2 separate regions of the Mus musculus genome follow, and region 1 is linked to region 2. A link is a contact called in public HiChIP or PLAC-seq data. All regions are on one chromosome and are shown on one strand. The core of a region is the stretch at or near the end of the contact, and the rest is flanking DNA. Distances in the headings are between cores, read along the strand shown. Region 1 overlaps Dpp6 (dipeptidylpeptidase 6). Region 2 overlaps Dpp6 (dipeptidylpeptidase 6).

Evidence for each region. HiChIP or PLAC-seq counts read pairs in DNA pulled down with a chosen protein or histone mark.
Region 1: an H3K27ac HiChIP or PLAC-seq map of embryonic stem cells shows a contact between it and region 2, with 4 times the contacts expected there. The contact joins two enhancer-like sites. A contact is called at or near these places in 6 of 484 Hi-C or Micro-C datasets (cerebellar granule neurons, embryonic stem cells and nephron progenitors) and 4 of 115 datasets of contacts at active chromatin or transcription factors (all in embryonic stem cells).

Annotation. Positions count from the first base shown.
Region 1 is chr5:27,417,763-27,420,684 of GRCm38.p6, forward strand. The region is part of intron 3 of Dpp6 (dipeptidylpeptidase 6); the gene reads left to right. Among named protein-coding and RNA genes, the nearest start is that of Gm52769, 81 kb to the right of the region's middle. Within about 2 kb of position 1,294, at least 5 of the 459 cell types and tissues checked have an H3K27ac peak or open chromatin away from gene starts, as enhancers often do. A contact at or near this core is called in embryonic stem cells, where this site is marked.
Region 2 is chr5:27,242,166-27,245,300 of GRCm38.p6, forward strand. All of the region lies in intron 1 of Dpp6 (dipeptidylpeptidase 6), which reads left to right. Among named protein-coding and RNA genes, the nearest start is that of Dpp6, 190 kb to the left of the region's middle. Within about 2 kb of position 1,271, at least 3 of the 459 cell types and tissues checked have an H3K27ac peak or open chromatin away from gene starts, as enhancers often do. A contact at or near this core is called in embryonic stem cells, where this site is marked.

The DNA of each region.
Region 1 (2,922 bases), core at 44-2,543, 180 kb after region 2:
TTCTTTTTAGAATTGATGTATATCACAGAAAAGCCATGGAGAGCACAGCGCTCCCTTATGCCAGCGCCCAGCTTCTCTGATGTTGCCTTCTGCATCAGCATGATGCACTTACCACAGTTAACAAATGGGACTAACTAAAATGTAATCTTTTTTCACATTTCCTTAACCTTTAGCTATTATGTTCCAACACACACACACACACACACACACAGACACAGACACACACAGACACACACACACACACACACACACACACACACACACAGACACAGACACACACAGACACACAGACACACACACACACACACAGACACAGACACACACAGACACACACACACACACACACACACACACACACACACAGACACAGACACACACAGACACACACACACACACACACACACACAGACACAGACACACACAGACACACACACACACACACACACACACACACAGACACAGACACACACAGACACACACACACACACACACACACACACACACACACACACACACACAGGAATCCCATCCACAGTATCCAGATGCCTTTAATCCCCATGTCTCCCTAAGGTCTTCTTTCTGTGATATCTTCTCAGACATTCTTAATATTATATATTATCCAGGTTGATTGCCTCTCTTAAACCCCCATTGCATTGTTGAAATAAGTCTCACTTAGCTATGGTATATAATTGTCTTTAGGTTCTTGGGCTTGGTGTATTGTTATGGAAGCATTGTGGCTACATTCCTAAGCAGATAACTGTCTGCAGTTTTCCTTTGATCTGGTATTTCTTGCTGGAACAGGCTTTATAAAATATTCTTAGTTTGTACTTGGAAGTATGTTAGTTTATTTGAAGGCTTAGCTGGCTGGCTACACCACTGTTGGTTGATAGTCTTCCCATAGTGTTCTGGGTCCCATCCCACTGCCCTAGGAACACCACAGCTAATGATTCAGAATCTGCTGCTAACCCTATTGACACTTCAGTAAACAAGATGGGTCACCTTCCCCTCACTGCCAACAGAATTCACACTTTGTCTTTTGACAGTTTGCTCACAAGATTTCTAGGTGTCTTGGTTTGGGTTTCATTGCTGCAAAGAATTGGTTTTTCCTTTTTAAGGTATTTTTTAGTAAGGTCTTATTACTTCAGCTATTGCCACCACTTCAGTAATTCCTGTGTTAAACAATTGTCACTGGTTATTTCCAAGGACTTCCCCAAGGAAAAGGCCATTTGCAGTGAGCCTGGGCTGAGTCAGCTCACAGAACAATCATACTCCAAGCTTAGGTTGGAGTCAAATCACTGCAGACAACCAGCTAGAGGGCATCTGAGGAGCCCCACGCATGCTCCCTTTCCCCCTCCAGCAGCTTGTAGGCTACCATCTTCATAGCCCCACTGCTGTAAGGATGCACTGCTGTAAGGATGCAAGCCTTCTAAGGAGTTAGAAGAAGCAGATGGAAAAAAAAAAAAACAGCTTAAAATGCCCAATGCTCTCCCATGACTGAAGATAGGTCTCTCTTTCTCTCTCTCTCTCTCTCTCTCTCTCTCTCTCCTCTGTGTGTGTGTGTGTGTGTGTGTGTGTGTGTGTGTGTGTGTGTGTGTGAATGTTCCTCAGATTGTTATACAAAGATCACTGTACGATTGCTGAGGTTTTGGAAAGTCACCTTGACAGTATTAGAGAGGACTGGTTTTTCAGACTTTCAAAGGTCACCCTGGGCCGTCTGGATGTGACTCCTCCCTCTATGGAATCACATAGATTCTTTCCACAACTCCAATGCACCTGATGTTGAAGCGTACCCAGAGTTCTCTGCTTCCCAACGACACTTGCACAAACTGATAGAATATCTTAAAATTTCACAAACTCCTCTGCTGCAAGAAGCGGGTTATTTGAAGATAGCAGCTTTTAAATATGTATGAAGCTGTATGTTTTAAAGCTACTCACTGTCTCCTTTACGGTAGTACCATTACCTGAAGAAAAAGACTCTGAGGCATTTATTCCACAATTTTGGGACACCTGGTTCTGTAGGGAGCAACATCCTCCTGATGTATACACTTGTACTTTATTTGACTAATATATCACATTGATGATGTCACTATGGTCACATAGCTAAATTCCTCTATTTAACCTATATAACCATGGCTCCCTGAAAACCTGCAAGATGGATCTGCACCGTCATAGACTGGCTGACCCTAGGCCACTAACCTATTTAAAAGTAATTTCTCTTGAGTTCTCTTCTATGCAGAATGCTGAAGGAAACAAAACAAAACAAAACAAAACAAGAAAGCTGCCACTAGCAAAAAACCAAACAAACAAACAAACAAAAACCCCAAAGATTCTTCCAGGCATAGCACAGGTGGAGCACGTCTTCAATCGCAGCACTGAGGAGGCTGAGGCAGGCAGATCTCTGTGTGTTTGAGGCCAGCCTGGTCTACAGAGTAAGTTTTAGAGGCAGGCTGGGGCTCAAAGAGACTTAGACTTCGAGAGAAATTAATGGAGACCAAGACGACGTTCCTGTTCAAGGACCACGAGTTTACTAAGAGAGTGTGCTTATGAAGGGGGAAGGCCCATGATCCCTGTCACTCCCAACACCCTGTAGAAGTCTCTTGGTTTGATCTGGAGGTAACTATGGAAAGGCACCATTAGAACTGTTCCATCTGGTCAGTTAAAACAGTAAATGGAAATTCCAACTCTCATCCCATACCAACAGGGAAGGGCAGAGCCTCCTTAAAATGCGCTCTGTGAGATTAGAAATTAAAGGTCCCAAGTTTTGAGTTTGAGACCACACCAAGTTCACTACAGACTCCAGAAGATGCAGAAATTGCTTTCCAAATGAACACATGTATCAGCTGACCTCCTGAGGCTTCTTCCCTTATAGCCTCTCAGTGTGAGCACAAGAGGCCATGCCACATCTTCATTATCAAAAGGACT
Region 2 (3,135 bases), core at 21-2,520:
AGGCATCATGGTCTCTAGCCCTGTGCTCACCTGCCATGGTGAGCCCCTGGTGGAGTCCGGGCCGGAAGGAATTCACCACTGAGACAGAGTCTGCGGCAAGCTCAGAACTCCACTTGTTCTGATCTGTGCTTTGCTGCTTAGAGCTGCAGATGATTTATTCATGAGATGCTGAGGATGTTGCTGGTTGCTGCTGGGATCTGGCATGTCTATGCAAAACTTGCTCTTGCTGTTTAGTAGATAATGGCCACAATTATAACTATTAATAGTTAATTAACTGCTAATTCAATTTACAATTAGACTTAATTAATATTCATAGCGAATAGGTTCATTTTCTACTCAGAAAAAAAATATTTTCAGAGTAAAACAAATCATTCTCATGAAAATGACAATATTGATATTGCTGCGTTTCTTACGTCACCTCCCTTCAGAGGCAACCCATGGTACTTCACCAGGGTTGCAGGTTCCATGTGGATTTCAGCTTGGAGGATTGTCAACTGATGGTCAGCTTATTGGAATATAGCCTGATCTTAAGTCAAGTACCATCTGTCTCAGTGCATAACTTTCACAACTGTCCCAAAAGGAAGCAGAGTCGCACAAATCATGAATCAGGAGATTAAGAAACTTGACCATCAAGTGAGGCCAGCAGATAGCTGTTAAGTAGCACAGATAGATTTTAAATGTCAGAATTTGTCTCTCGATGAAGAGCTGCATCTGCTAAGAGGTGTCCTTATCCTGCAGGTCATGCCCTCCTTTCCTCTCCTGCTGTGACTGTCCTTCCTTGCTCCCAGTCTGTTTATGAGCCACATACCTACCTGCCTTGTCTAAAGCATGCAGACCCACAGAGTGACAGCATACATGGTAAACACACGGATGGGACCGTTCAGTGTATCTGCAGCACCCAAGTGTCCATCACCATCAGATGGATAGGATGCTCTGCAAGGTGGTAATGTTTTGTGCTAAGTGCTGTTTGAGTGTGTTCTGGGTCTCTGAACACAGCTTCTGGCATATGCACTTCCTGGACAGGATGCGTACAGGAGCCTGCTTCTTATATACTTCCAGGGACTCATGACTATGACCTTCAGAGAAAACACCAAATACCCCTGTCCCCACTGAATGATGTTCCTGACAAAGCCTAGGATAGACATGATAATGAACAATGGGAGGGGAAAACTGATTGACAATAGAACACTTCAACTTTCTAGGCTGGCCTCTCCAGTGAGCAAGTGGTCACAAAGCACTGGTGAGGGCTTGGGGGAGGGGGTATGTTGTGTTCTAAACACTTTCAATGTGACCTTTTGTGCCTCTATAGCACCTGTGTGTGGCCTGAAAGAAGAGGGCCATCCAGTTTCCATTCAGTGGAGGCCCCTGTGCCAGTTTCTGATTCCTAGGCTGCTCAGCCCAATGACTGTATGTTCCCTGAGGTCATCTTACAGCTATCTGAAAGGCCACATGTCCTGCGCAGTCTATACAGAGACTTTCTTAAAAGAGTACACAGGTAACAGGCAGAGGCAGTTGTACCTCATATTGATTTGTGTCCCCATGTCCCTTTCAGATCTGTTTCCTCCTTGGTGAGTCCTCAGGAGAGATGCATTCACTGTGGACAATGCATCCTTAACCTTGGGTATTGCTTCCCCCACAGAGTCGGATAAAAGGGGCAGATCTGCAGCCACACCTTCCTGCCCAGACCATTCATGTGTAGTTTCCTCTGTTGCAGAAGGAAATTATAAATGCTGATAGGACACCAGAAGGAAGGTGCCTGTCCCAGCCTTTCCCTGTAAAGGGAAACTGAACAAAAAGCTCTCCTGGGTAGATCAATACCAAGTGGTTTCCCAATAGGATTAGAAGTTGCCATAAATTTCTGGTTGAACTGACAGATTAAATAAAGAGAACCAGGACTCTTGAAGACCACATCCAAATGCTGACATTACTATGACATTCAGGTCAGGATCACATCAGTCCAGGGTCAGAACATGGGTGAGTTCCCTCTTTGCTCTCAGAGGCAATGAGTACATTTATCTGCAGACATGGGATATCCAACAATCTCCCTCCAGTTCTCATCCTGGAGTGATCTCCAGAGACAGCGCTCACTGGACTGGGACCAGTGCCTTTTCTGTCCCTCATCATGGAGTCTGCTCTCTGAGTTCCTGATTGCCTTTTATAAATCACTAGCATGTGAGACAGAAAGGGAGAGAGGTATAGAGATGTAGTATAGAGCTCTACATCACTCTGTATGCTGTATGCATAGTTGTGTGGGTTAAAAATGGGGTCCTATGTCTGGCCCAGGGCTTGGGCCACTGGGCAAGGCGGGAGGCAGGAAGTTTGACTGTGTATACCCCAGGGTGCCTCTGGGCAGATGTTGGGCTGTGAGAAGCTGCAGGACCCCGCTCTGGGGGTGAGGAAGCACAGTCTGAGGTCCCCGCGGGCACTGCAGATACTGCTGAATGCTGCAGAAGAGCTGAGGACGGAGTGTGGGCCGAAGAGAAAAGAAGGAGAGAACTCTCCAGTTGGTTACCTCTGGGAGGAGAGTCCTTAGCTTGCTCTGGCGGGTGGCTTGGCTTGGTGGAAGCCATGGCTGGGAATGCAGAGAGGCCTCCCACAAGAGGTTAGATATGCAGCTCATTAGAGGAAGACCTGCTCCATTGTTCAGCACTGAGGATCCTGATGAGAAGCAGTCCATGGTTTTAAGGGGTATGTCAGACAGCCATGGCAGGAAGTATTCCTCTGATTGACAGATGAAGAAGACAAGCCAAGAAGGCTCCCTCATCTTGTCATTCTATAATAGGAAGGTGTGTCCTCAAACCTAGTCTGCTTTGGCTGTCCAGGCCAATTCCTGGCCCAGAGAACCACGAGGTTACTTGTGTGGTGGTATTAATGCTTTCTCATTTATAGACCCAGTGGTGGAAAATGCCCCTGGATCCTTCCAGAGCTTTGAAACTTGAACAAGTAATGAGTCCTGTGAACTTCAGCCAGTCAGTTGTATTGCTAAAATTAAAAATGGCTCAAGAACTCCCCCAGAAGAAAGAAAGAAAGAAAGAAAGAAAGAAAGAAAGAAAGAAAGAAAGAAAGAAAGAAAGGAAGGAAGGAAGGAAGGAAGGAAGGAAGGAAGGAAGAAAGAAAGAAAGAAAGAAAGAAAGA